Linked DNA regions of Zea mays: region 2 is linked to region 1. A link is a contact called in public Hi-C data. All regions are on one chromosome and are shown on one strand. Each heading gives the region's core, a stretch centred on a gene start, on an enhancer-like site or on the middle of the called end of the contact. The rest is flanking DNA. Distances are from core to core; before and after follow the strand shown.

Region 1 (5,229 bases), core at 591-3,090:
TATAAAAAAAAAAGGAGAACAAAAATTTAGTAAAATCAACTTAAGGCTATTTTCAATAGATCCGCGAACGTGGAAAATAAGAGGTCGCATGCAACGGCTCACGTTTCCAATAGAGCGAGGATGAAGACACCCAAAAGGGACACTAGCTGTCGTCGTATTCTAAAATCCACGGATTCTCTCATCTCGATTTGTATGTCCGCATACGTGCATGGCTGGAAGGGGCATTTCTTTTGAGCGTTCGTATCGCAGCAGCTCATTTTGCGCGTCTGTATCCATAGACCGTCCTGTCTGCTGGTACCTGTATTATATACTAGTGTAGTAGACTGTAGACATAGACTCACCGTCTTGTCACGCCCCGGCGGCCGATCGGCTCATCGGTAAATGTGCAATATAAATTTAGTGATATTGTAAAGATTTAAATTGGAACTTCTATAGCAGACACTCAGCCTACTTTAGTTTGTGTTTTGACCAGGCTAAAAAAACTTCAGGCTGCCCGCTCCGCTGCAACGCTGCTTATATACATTTAACTTTACCTGGCTGGTGGCTCGATGCCAATCATGTGGTGACATTTTTTTGAGAGAGGCCAGGCGTACATTTTGCAACTTTGCAGGCCGTGGCTGTTTGCTGCGCGGGCGACAAGCGTTCGTGGCGTATGTGCAACGTCGCATGCGACTAGGGCGTCGGGATCCTCTTGGCTGCGTCCTCGGATTCTACTTTGGTTTGGGTGCTGTAGTAAATTTAATTTTTGTTTGTTTAAATAAAATTCACTCTTTTTTTTTCTATCTCTCATGCGTGTTTTTATTCTGAGGGAGTGTGTGTTCCTCTAAAAGTTTAGTTTGGATCACGTCTTTTAGTTTTTATCTATATTAGTTAGTTTTTATAAGTACACTATATTTAATACCTGTAAAAAAATATTTGCCATTTACTATTTAAAGTCTGTCAAATAAAGTCGAATATGTAAAGGGTCAGATCAATCGCTAACGTGACATTCCACCTAAGGCCTTGTTCGATTATTCCAATTTCATGTGGATTGAAGTGTATTAGGATGGATTGAGATGGATTTTGACTTGCTATGGATTTAAACCGACTCGATACCACCCAGTCCACATGGATTAAAGGTGAAACGAACAAGCTCTAATAGGGGGAGGGGGTCATGTGACCTTTGAAAAAGTTTATAAACCTAGATGACACACTTTACATCGTTAATGGGGGTTTATGTGACCTTGAATGAATAGTACATGGACATAGATAACACCCGAAATTGTTTATGGACTGTTGATGCACTTTGCTCAAACTAAAATTGAGGACACCTAAATTTTAGTAAATCTCCATAACAAAAATAATGTATATCTAGAAAAACCTAAATGTCTTATAATCAAAAATAAATTCCGTAGTACTATTCTGGTCCCGCTTGTTATTGAAGAACATTTGATATTTTTTTGGGGTGTAAACACCTACGCACGGAATATGTTTTGTACAAACTAAAACGCACGGGTGTATTTTCTACGAAGTATAAGTGTACGTCACAGGAATAAAGCAAGATACGACACGCGGGACAATTTGTCATCATGGCGCAATGATAAGTAAAGGCGAAACATGCTAATCCAAGAGAGAGAGATAGTTAGAGCTGTGTTGTTTTTATATCTAGCTAGAGCTGTTAGCTTAGAGCAATGTATTTATGGGACTGCTGGCAGATGTATTTATTACAGAACGACAAAGAAAGTACAACAAACGTAGTACTTATGGCCGGGTTGAGGGAGTAGTATTATGGGACGACGGAGGGGAGTGCATCCAAGCGTGCATTTACTGTTTCCAGCCGAATTCGCTAGATTGCGAGTGTTTGTCATTTTCTAATCCATTTGCAGCAGTAGCTAGGCTGTGGTGCAGAACGTTTCGGCGGGGGGCGCAGCGCAGTGGCTCGAGCACGAGGCCGATAAATTAGCAGCCCTCGGCCTTGGAAATGGAATCCCAAGGCATAATTTAGCTACTACCCCTACCCCCGCGCATTGGTTCCGTTCCATCCCAAGCTAACACAGGCATCGTATATATGGCGGGCGACGACGGGGCGGACGCGTCGGAGCGGCTGGAGAGCATCCTGACGGCGGAGGCGGCGGCGTCGCCGTGGGCCGCGGCCGCCATCGAGCTGCGGCTGCTGACGCGGCTGGCGGCGCCCGCGGTGGTGATGTACATGATCAACTACCTCATGTCCATGTCCACGCAGATCTTCTCGGGCCACCTCGGCAACCTGGAGCTCGCCGCCGCGTCGCTCGGCAACGCCGGCGTCCAGATGTTCGCCTACGGCCTAATGGTACGTACGCCACAGTCGCATACTGTATCGTCTCTGGCTGCAGCAGCATGTAGCTGCAGCTGGGTTTATTTCTCCTACTTTCGCTTGCCTTGCTTTGCTTTGCTTTCGCCGTCGTGGATGCGTAGTTGTCCCTCCCGATTCTCCCCCGGGCTCCTCGATTATTAGACTGTTTCATTTCATTTACCAAGCCACTGTGGCAGCAGACCCACGTTAGAGAATCTGGCGCTCCGACGTCCGGACAAAGCTTCGTGCGCGCTCCTCGTGCCGAACCGCTCCGCCCGATCTCTGTTTCACGCGCCCCCTAAGCTCGCCAGCAGAAACCACGTCCCCCACGCCTCTGGATACGCGCCACGTCGTTCCACGCTAAAATATTGGCTCCAAAATATAAAAACATTTGCAACGTAAAGTCCCAAATAGCTAAAGCATTTAAAACACGCACTTCTAACGTAGTACGTATAAATACATTTTTGCCGAGCGCGAAAGACTCGGTAACAAAAATACACTTTGCAAAACGTCGTCAAAAGCCGACTCTATGACGGCCGTTACTTATGTCGAGTGTCTATATAAGACATTTGACAAAAGTCTTGTCTTTGCCGAGTGTCAAAGGGAAGACACTCGACAAAATTTATTTGTCTTTTTTTTCTTCTTTTTTCCAACTTTCAAACACAGTGTTCACAAAATATGACCAAAAACTTGCAATCCAGTTATTTTAAAGTTGTATAAAACACAAAGTTAAAAAATCATGAAACTTGTCGAAATGTCATAATATCATATGTAGCTGTTGTGATAAAAATTTGACAATGTTTAATGAAAGTTGTCATGTACAAAACTTGTGCAACCTTTACATGAAATCATAAACCTTCTACATAGATTATTGTATTTGTACACAGACACAACGTACATGACAATGACAACTTTTACGAAACATCGTGAAACATTGTCAAATACTTGGTGTTGATTTGTGAGATACATGGTGTTGGTGATATTTATATTTGTGAAACTTGTTAGTGTGGTGCTATTTGTGAGATATGTGGTGTTGGTGATACATGTGATGATTCTGTGATATATATGTGACGCCAATGATATATATCTTTTGTTTGTTTGGTGTAATAACAAAAACAAAATAAAAAGGGGTTCTCTGGGCACTTTACCGAGTGCAATGACCATAGCACTTGGCAAAGAAGGCACACCTACGAACAGATAAAACTTCTTTGTTGAGTGTTATGGTAATGACACTCGACAAAAAGGCGTCTTTACCGAGTGCCATAATGACACTTGGCACAAAGCCGACGCTTAGGGCCCACGGAAGCTATCTTTGCCAAGTACCTGCTAGCCTAACACTCGGCAAAGAAGGAATCTTTGCCGAGTGCTAGCAATCAGTGGTGAAGACACACCCCGGGCCACCAGGCCCATGGCTCGGGGTGTGGCCGTCGCCGTGCTGTCCTGTTGTGCCCCGCCGTCGTGCCCCACCGCCACCATGCCCCATCCAGTGTGTGGTGCCCAGGCTGCCTGTGGCCCGGGGCTTGCCCCAAGGCTGGTTTCGCCGCCGCTAGCGAGCACACTCGCAGAAACCGACATGGGGACCCACTAGAACTCCCTTTATCGAGTGCCTGTTGGCTTGGCACTCGACAAAGAAAGTGTCTTTGTCAAGTGCCATAATGACACTCGGCACAAATCCTACGCTCAGGGCCCACGGGAGCTATCTTTGTCAAGTACCTGCTAGCCTAACACTCGACAAAGAAAGCGTCTTTGCCAAGTGTTAGCGAGCAGTGGCGAAGACACACCCTGGGCCACTCGGGCCATGGCTCGGGGCGTGGCTGCCGCCGTGTTGTGCCCCGCCGCCACCATGCCCCAACGTGCGGCGCCCCAGGCTGCCAGTGGCCCGGGCCTTGCCCCAAGGCTGGTTTCGCCGCCGCTAGCGAGCACACTCGCAGAAACCGACATGGGGCCCCACTAGAACTCCCTTTATCGAGTGCCTGTATGCTGGGCACCCGACAAAGAAAGCGTCTTTGCCGAGTGCCATAATGACACTCGGCACAAAGCCTACGCTCAGGGCCCACGGGAGCTATCTTTGTCAAGTACCTGCTAGCCTAACACTCGGCAAAGAAAGCGTCTTTGCCGAGTGTTAGCGAGCAGTGGCAAAGTCACACCCCGGGCCACTCGGGCCATGGCCCGGGGCGTGGCCGCCGCCATGCCGTGCTGCTGTGCCCCACCGCCACCATGCCCCAACGTGCAACACCCAGGCTGCCAGTGGCCCTGGGCTTGCCCCAGGCTGGTTTTGCCTCGCTAGAGCACGCTCGCAGAAACCGACATGGGGCCCCACTATAACTCCCTTTATCGAGTGCCTGTTGGCTTGGTACCCGACAAAGAAAGCGTATTTGCCGAATGCCATAATGACACTCGGCACAAAGCCTACGCTCAGGGCCCACAGGAGTTATCTTTGTCAAGTACCTGCTAGCCTAACACTCGACAAAGAAAGCGTCTTTGCCGAGTGTTAGCGAGCAGTGGCGAAGACACACCCCGGGCCACTCGGGCCATGACCCGGGGCGTGGCCGCCGCCGTGTCGTGCTCCTGTGCCCCGCCGCCACCATGCCCCAACGTGCGGCGCCCAGGCTGCCAGTGGCCCGAGGCTTGCCCCAAGGCTGGTTTCGCCCCTGCTAGCGAGCACACTCGCAGCAACCGACGTGGGGGCCCACTAGAACTCCCTTTATCGAGTGTCTGTTGGCTTGGCACTCGGCAAAGGCCCCATCACCGTCGCTTGGCACCATGACATCAACTTTTTTTGCCTAGTGTCGTAGGGCACTCGACAAGGTCTTTACCGATTGTCTGACATAAAGTACTCGATAAAGAGGTCGCCGATAACCAGTTCGTCGAGCCATCTTTACCGAGTGGTACACTCGACAAAGGTTTTGCTGAATGTT
Region 2 (5,269 bases), core at 1,847-4,346, 96 kb before region 1:
ATGAGCATATAGTAGTATTACTAGTTATCTACAGAAATTTTGCTGTACCCATTATACAGCTTGCATATAATGTAATATATAGGTGACCTGTATCTGTTAGAATTTTTGCAGTGCCCTACTTTACTTGCATCTGTAGTAGAGTAGGTGACCTGTATCTGTTAGAAATATCACTGATGCAACGTACATTACATGTATGTATGTTGGACTAAAAAGTTTGGACGTGCTAGAGAAAAAAAAAAGTAGGAGTAGGTGCAATATAAACATCTTCTCATTCTGAACATTACGTAGAAGATGAATCACGCAGTCGCGGTTTAGAACGGACTGTTCCATGTTGAGATAACCGATCATGTTTCAGGTAGAGGAAGCACAGAAAAGGCTACACAAATGGGAGGATCAGAAGACGACGACGACGGAGCCCCTCCTTGCGGGGGTCGTCGGCAATGGCAATGCCAATTAGTTTACTGGATGGACATCATTCTCCCAGACGGCTTCACCAGCGTCACCGTCAGGATATGGACCCGGCCTGCAAAGTGTTTCTCCGGAGTGTTTAGGTTTTCTTTCCCGTATCAAAATTTGCGAAACAGAGAAGGAAGGTTTTTTTTTGGAAACAGAACTGACGTCTATCTTTTGAGTTAAAGAATTCGGAGCATACATGTGGATTTTTTTGAAAGGAGATTTTACTCAGCTTTTAAGAAAGCAATAACAGAGTAGCTACATAGAGCACACCCCACAACGTTGAACTGGGAATACCAATTAACCAGGGAAGCTTCACACTGACATCCCATGACTACCAGAAAAAAAACAGACCCTCCACTAAACTAAGGACTGAGACATCAAAGCTCCAAATTGATAGCAATAATCTGACAAAGTTCAATTATCATCAACCAGAGCGCTGCGAGGACACACCACCTAATAGCAGAAAGCTTCACTCGATTAAACCACCTAACAGAGCTAGAAACAAGCCAAGCACTAAAAAATCCTCATACGACATCCATATCAGCATCAATTCCACGCCTGGGACAAAAATTATGCGGCCACGGCTTCATGGATCCTAGCAGAGCCTCTTCATTGTTTTGTAACATCTTTCAATTCAAACAAAAAGAAGGGATATCTTCCACTTCAGACCACTCCAATGTCACTGCAAATTTTCTCAACCGAATGTTGTTCCCGTAACCACTTCTTCACTGAGTCCAGTATATCTTCCAACATCGCTTGTTCCCTTGTCTTGAGTAGCACGCTCCAGCTCTGCAAGAAAGACATGATCTCATATATGATCGTTGTCGTACTGTTAGGGAATTTTTCATAATCGCCATCTTATTTCTGTTACACCAAAGGGACCAAACCAGCCCGGCAACAATAAAGAGATGGAAAGTACAAGCATCATGGGAGGTTCCCACTCCCCAATTGCTAAACAGACTAGCTACAGACCTGGGAACACGGTCCCAACCAGCAATATTTTTCAGTCTTCCCCAAACATATTTCGGAAGGACATAATGAATAAAGATGTGATCAACTGTCTCTGTGTCCCCACATAGAGAGCACAACGTACTACCCTTCCACCCTTTTTTCTAGCACTGCAGCCGCTTGGATTTTCCCATTGTAAATTTGCCATAGAAAAACCTTGATCTTCAAAGGCACCTTGCAATTCCAATTTTTTTTGTAAACGGGGGTTTTGACAACACCATCGGTCCTAAATATGTAAAGGGATTTCGTAGTGAATCTGCGGGAGTTGTCTAGAGCCCAAAACACTAAATCTCTCCCTTGAGAGTTATTATGCTCCCTAAGCTCAGTATGAAGCTCTTCCCATAAGCAACAATCAGAATCATTAAGAGGCCTCACCAGATCTATATTCCACTCTCCTCTCTCACAGCATTCAGACACAGGCACATCCTTGTCCCTGCATATATCAAAAAATCTAGGATACTTGATTTTAATAGGCACCTTTCCCATCCAGATGTCTTTCCAAAACAGGGTCCCTTCCCCATTTTTTATCTTGTTCATCGCACCCCATTGAAACAAATGCTTGACCTGATGAAGGCCTTGCCAAAATTGAGAAATTCCCTTGTTCTTAGAGAGAAAGAAATTATTCCTGTGCATATTTAGCTTGCAGCAGCTTGTACCATCTCATCTGATCCTTGGCATAATTTCCATATCCATTTCACAATCAAGCATTCGTTCATCATGAGAGTATTTGTGATTCCAAGACCGCCTTGGTCTTTTGGTCTGGTTAAACTATCCCATTTCGCCATGTGGTATTTTCTTGAGTCTTCGGCCCCTTGCCAAAAGAAGTTAGCTCTAATCGAACTCATTTTCTTGTGAATCTTATTAGGTAGGAGGTAGAACCCCATAGTATAGATTGGTAGACTACTTAAACAAGAATTAGTCAGAATGAGTCTTCCCCCAGAAGACAGGTGTTTACCTTTCCATGGGTCTAGCCTTTTTTCCATCTTTCCAACAATATGGTCAAACGCAGATGGTTTCAGACGACCATCCGAAATAGGAATGCCTAGGTATTTCATCGGCCAAGTTCCAAGAGAACAATTAAGCATATTGGCCATCCTTTCCCTTTCTTGTTGAACTGCCCCCAAAGACAAAGACCTCGCTTTTGTGGAAGTTTATTTTTAATCCAGACATCCATTCGAAACAGTAAAGGATTAATTTCAGGTTTAAGATTGACCTATCAGACCCATCTATCGTGATCACCGTATCATCTGCATATTGGATGTGGGAAATGCCACTAGGAACAAGGTCGCCTAAAACACCAGAAATGTGGCCCTTTTGGACCCCTTTATCTAATAGGACACTTAAGGCATCCGCTACCAAGTTGAATAACAGAGGCGAAATGTGGATTTTTTTTTTTGTTCACGTCTTTTTTATATGAGCAGAAGAAATTAATTATGTGCGCAGCAAACAACGAAACATGTCTCTCCTGCATCTGCATGCGTCAACGGAAATCTGCTCGTCAATCATGCTGCTCTCCATCTAATAAACCGATGTGGCACCATCGTCTCGCGTACGATCAGTAGGAGAGGAGGAGAAAACAATGGCAAACAGGCAAAGAATCGCCATCTCCTGATGTGGACTGTGGAGTATTGGATTGGGACGTCGCGCGCGGCTGGCTTCAACTCGAAGACGCCGGGCGCCGTGTGCGCGAGCGAGCAGCTTCATATATATCTATCTATACATATAACTACACTATATAATCTATCAGTTTAAACATTATAAAACTCACCCAATTAAATCACCCTCACACACACAACCTCCACTAAATTCACCAAATAAATTGCACCTAAACTTAACACACTATAAAAAACAACGGTTCAGATCGCTTAATAATCCTCTCTTTCTTACCTACTCAAATCCAATATACAATATTATTTGCATCATCTATCATCCCTCCCTCTTCTTCTCCCGTGAACCCGCCGCCCTAGGGTCCCCCTCCCCTATCCCCGTGTCGCCACTGTCGACCTCTCTCCTCTTCTCCTACGTTCACGTCGTCGACCTCTCTCCTCTTCTATTCAAGATTATAGCTTTAGTACGGGCTATATGCTAGTTATAAAAAAGTGATGACACCGGTAGTGTTCGAGAGCGGGCAACAACACTTGAATTCATAAAAAAAATCTTAAAAGCAGCGCGTGGCTCGCCACGTAAGCAAACAAAAAAAATTCTCCTACAAAGCAACCCATCATATGTATATATGACGTATGATTGCCGGTAGGCGTCAGAAGCGCAGACATGATCGCGATAGTATCCGAGCCACGTAACAAGATCATAGTAGGCAGCATGAATGGCTGAATGCGGACCTTGACAGGTAGAGCGACTCTTTTTTTGTGCTTCATCCATGAGGTTGTCTTCAGCACATGGTGTATATAATCGTGTAAACCCTGCTTTCCACCATAGATTATACCATTTAAGTTTGAAATAAAAGATGTGATGAGAGATAAAATGAGTAAGCTATTGGAGACAGACCGATGGCTCCGCTCGCTCGGTTTCTCCCTCCGAACCGGCGTCCTGTTCCTCGCAACACAACATCATTGCGGCGACAGTGCAGAGTGTAGTCTAGAGTTTCCAACCATGGGCCATGGCTCGCTTCAAGTGTACTCCATCGGGTCCAGAGTTTCCAACCATGATTCACTTTTTAGGTATATATTTGGCCGAGAGGTGATTTTTTTTAAAAAAGGTGATGTCAGCTATGGTTTCTAAAAAAACTTTTTTTTGAAAGGAAGCGGCAAAAGACTTGCCTCTTCAATATATTAGAAGAGAAATAGATAACAGTCTTCAGAAGACGGAGCAAAAGAAAAAACAAAAAAAGGAGAAAAACATACACTAACTCAATATAACATACACTGAAACTCCCAATTTGATCTTTCACCAATTGCGTAACCTGGATAGCAGATCTTTGAAGTCTCTGAAAGATTATATTATTTCTTTCCAACCATATATTCCACCAAAAAGAGATGAGGAGCCCATCGAAAATCTTCTTTGACTCCTTGCAGCAACGATTCCTTAATCTCTTCCACCAATCATACAACGACCCGAGGTTAGAAACGCCACCACTTAGAAAGGACAGATTGGCCCAAGATAGGATCATGTTCCAAACCTCTACAGAAAACGGGCAGTCTTTGCCTAAATGAGGCATAGTTTCTTGTGATAAGTTGCAAAGACAACAAATTGGACTGCAAGGCCATCCCCGCTTTTGTAGGTTGTCCGTAGTCAGAATTCTGTTATGCAACATGGTCCATGCGAAAAACGACATTTTGGCTCAATTCTCGCTTTCCAGATAGGAGAAATTTTGATTTTACAAAAATTCGTTGTGAACTGAATTTTGTATGCACTACTTGAACTATAACTCCCATTTGTCGTCCACCTCCATAAAATAGTATTGTCGAGATCATTGAGTTCATGAGTGTTGTTGATACCTTGCCAGAGGGAAATGAATTCTTTTATCTTATCCTTATATGTGTAAGAGAACAAAAGTGCATCCAGCGATTGTTTCTTTTAACTCAGTAGAAATCTAAAAAAACTTTTAACTCGGTAGAAATCGGAAGCCATTTAGTCGAATAATTGTTTCTTTAAAAAACCATGTTCAATCTAATTTTACATATACTTAACTTTTTTATTTCTCATCTACCAAGAGATCATGTTTTTAGAATCACAACTTTATTTTCTATCTCTTGCAGCGATAGTGCGGATGTGTCGTTGAAATTGCACCGAAATCGAAGCCACTACCACGTTCGGGCAGGGTCATGCGCCAAGGGCACCACTAGTA

The links. A called contact is a pair of places that touch in the nucleus more often than the background predicts.
Region 2: a Hi-C map of leaf shows a contact between it and region 1, with 3 times the contacts expected there. The contact joins the enhancer-like site here to the promoter of LOC103643608 in region 1. A contact is called at or near these places in 4 of 25 Hi-C or Micro-C datasets (ear, leaf and an unstated tissue).

Annotation. Positions count from the first base shown.
Region 1 is chr1:251,125,598-251,130,826 of Zm-B73-REFERENCE-NAM-5.0, reverse strand. It overlaps LOC103643608 (protein DETOXIFICATION 40), which reads left to right and starts at 1,840. Exons shown (of 7, transcript XM_008666772.4): 1 at 1,840-2,308. The coding sequence starts at 2,048.
Region 2 is chr1:251,222,623-251,227,891 of Zm-B73-REFERENCE-NAM-5.0, reverse strand. It overlaps LOC103643612 (protein DETOXIFICATION 40), which reads left to right. Exons shown (of 7, transcript XM_008666773.3): 7 at 356-700. The coding sequence ends at 457. Among protein-coding and RNA genes, the nearest start is that of LOC103643612, 13 kb to the left of the region's middle. Within about 2 kb of position 3,096, at least 8 of the 20 cell types and tissues checked have an H3K27ac peak or open chromatin away from gene starts, as enhancers often do. A contact at or near this core is called in leaf, where this site is marked.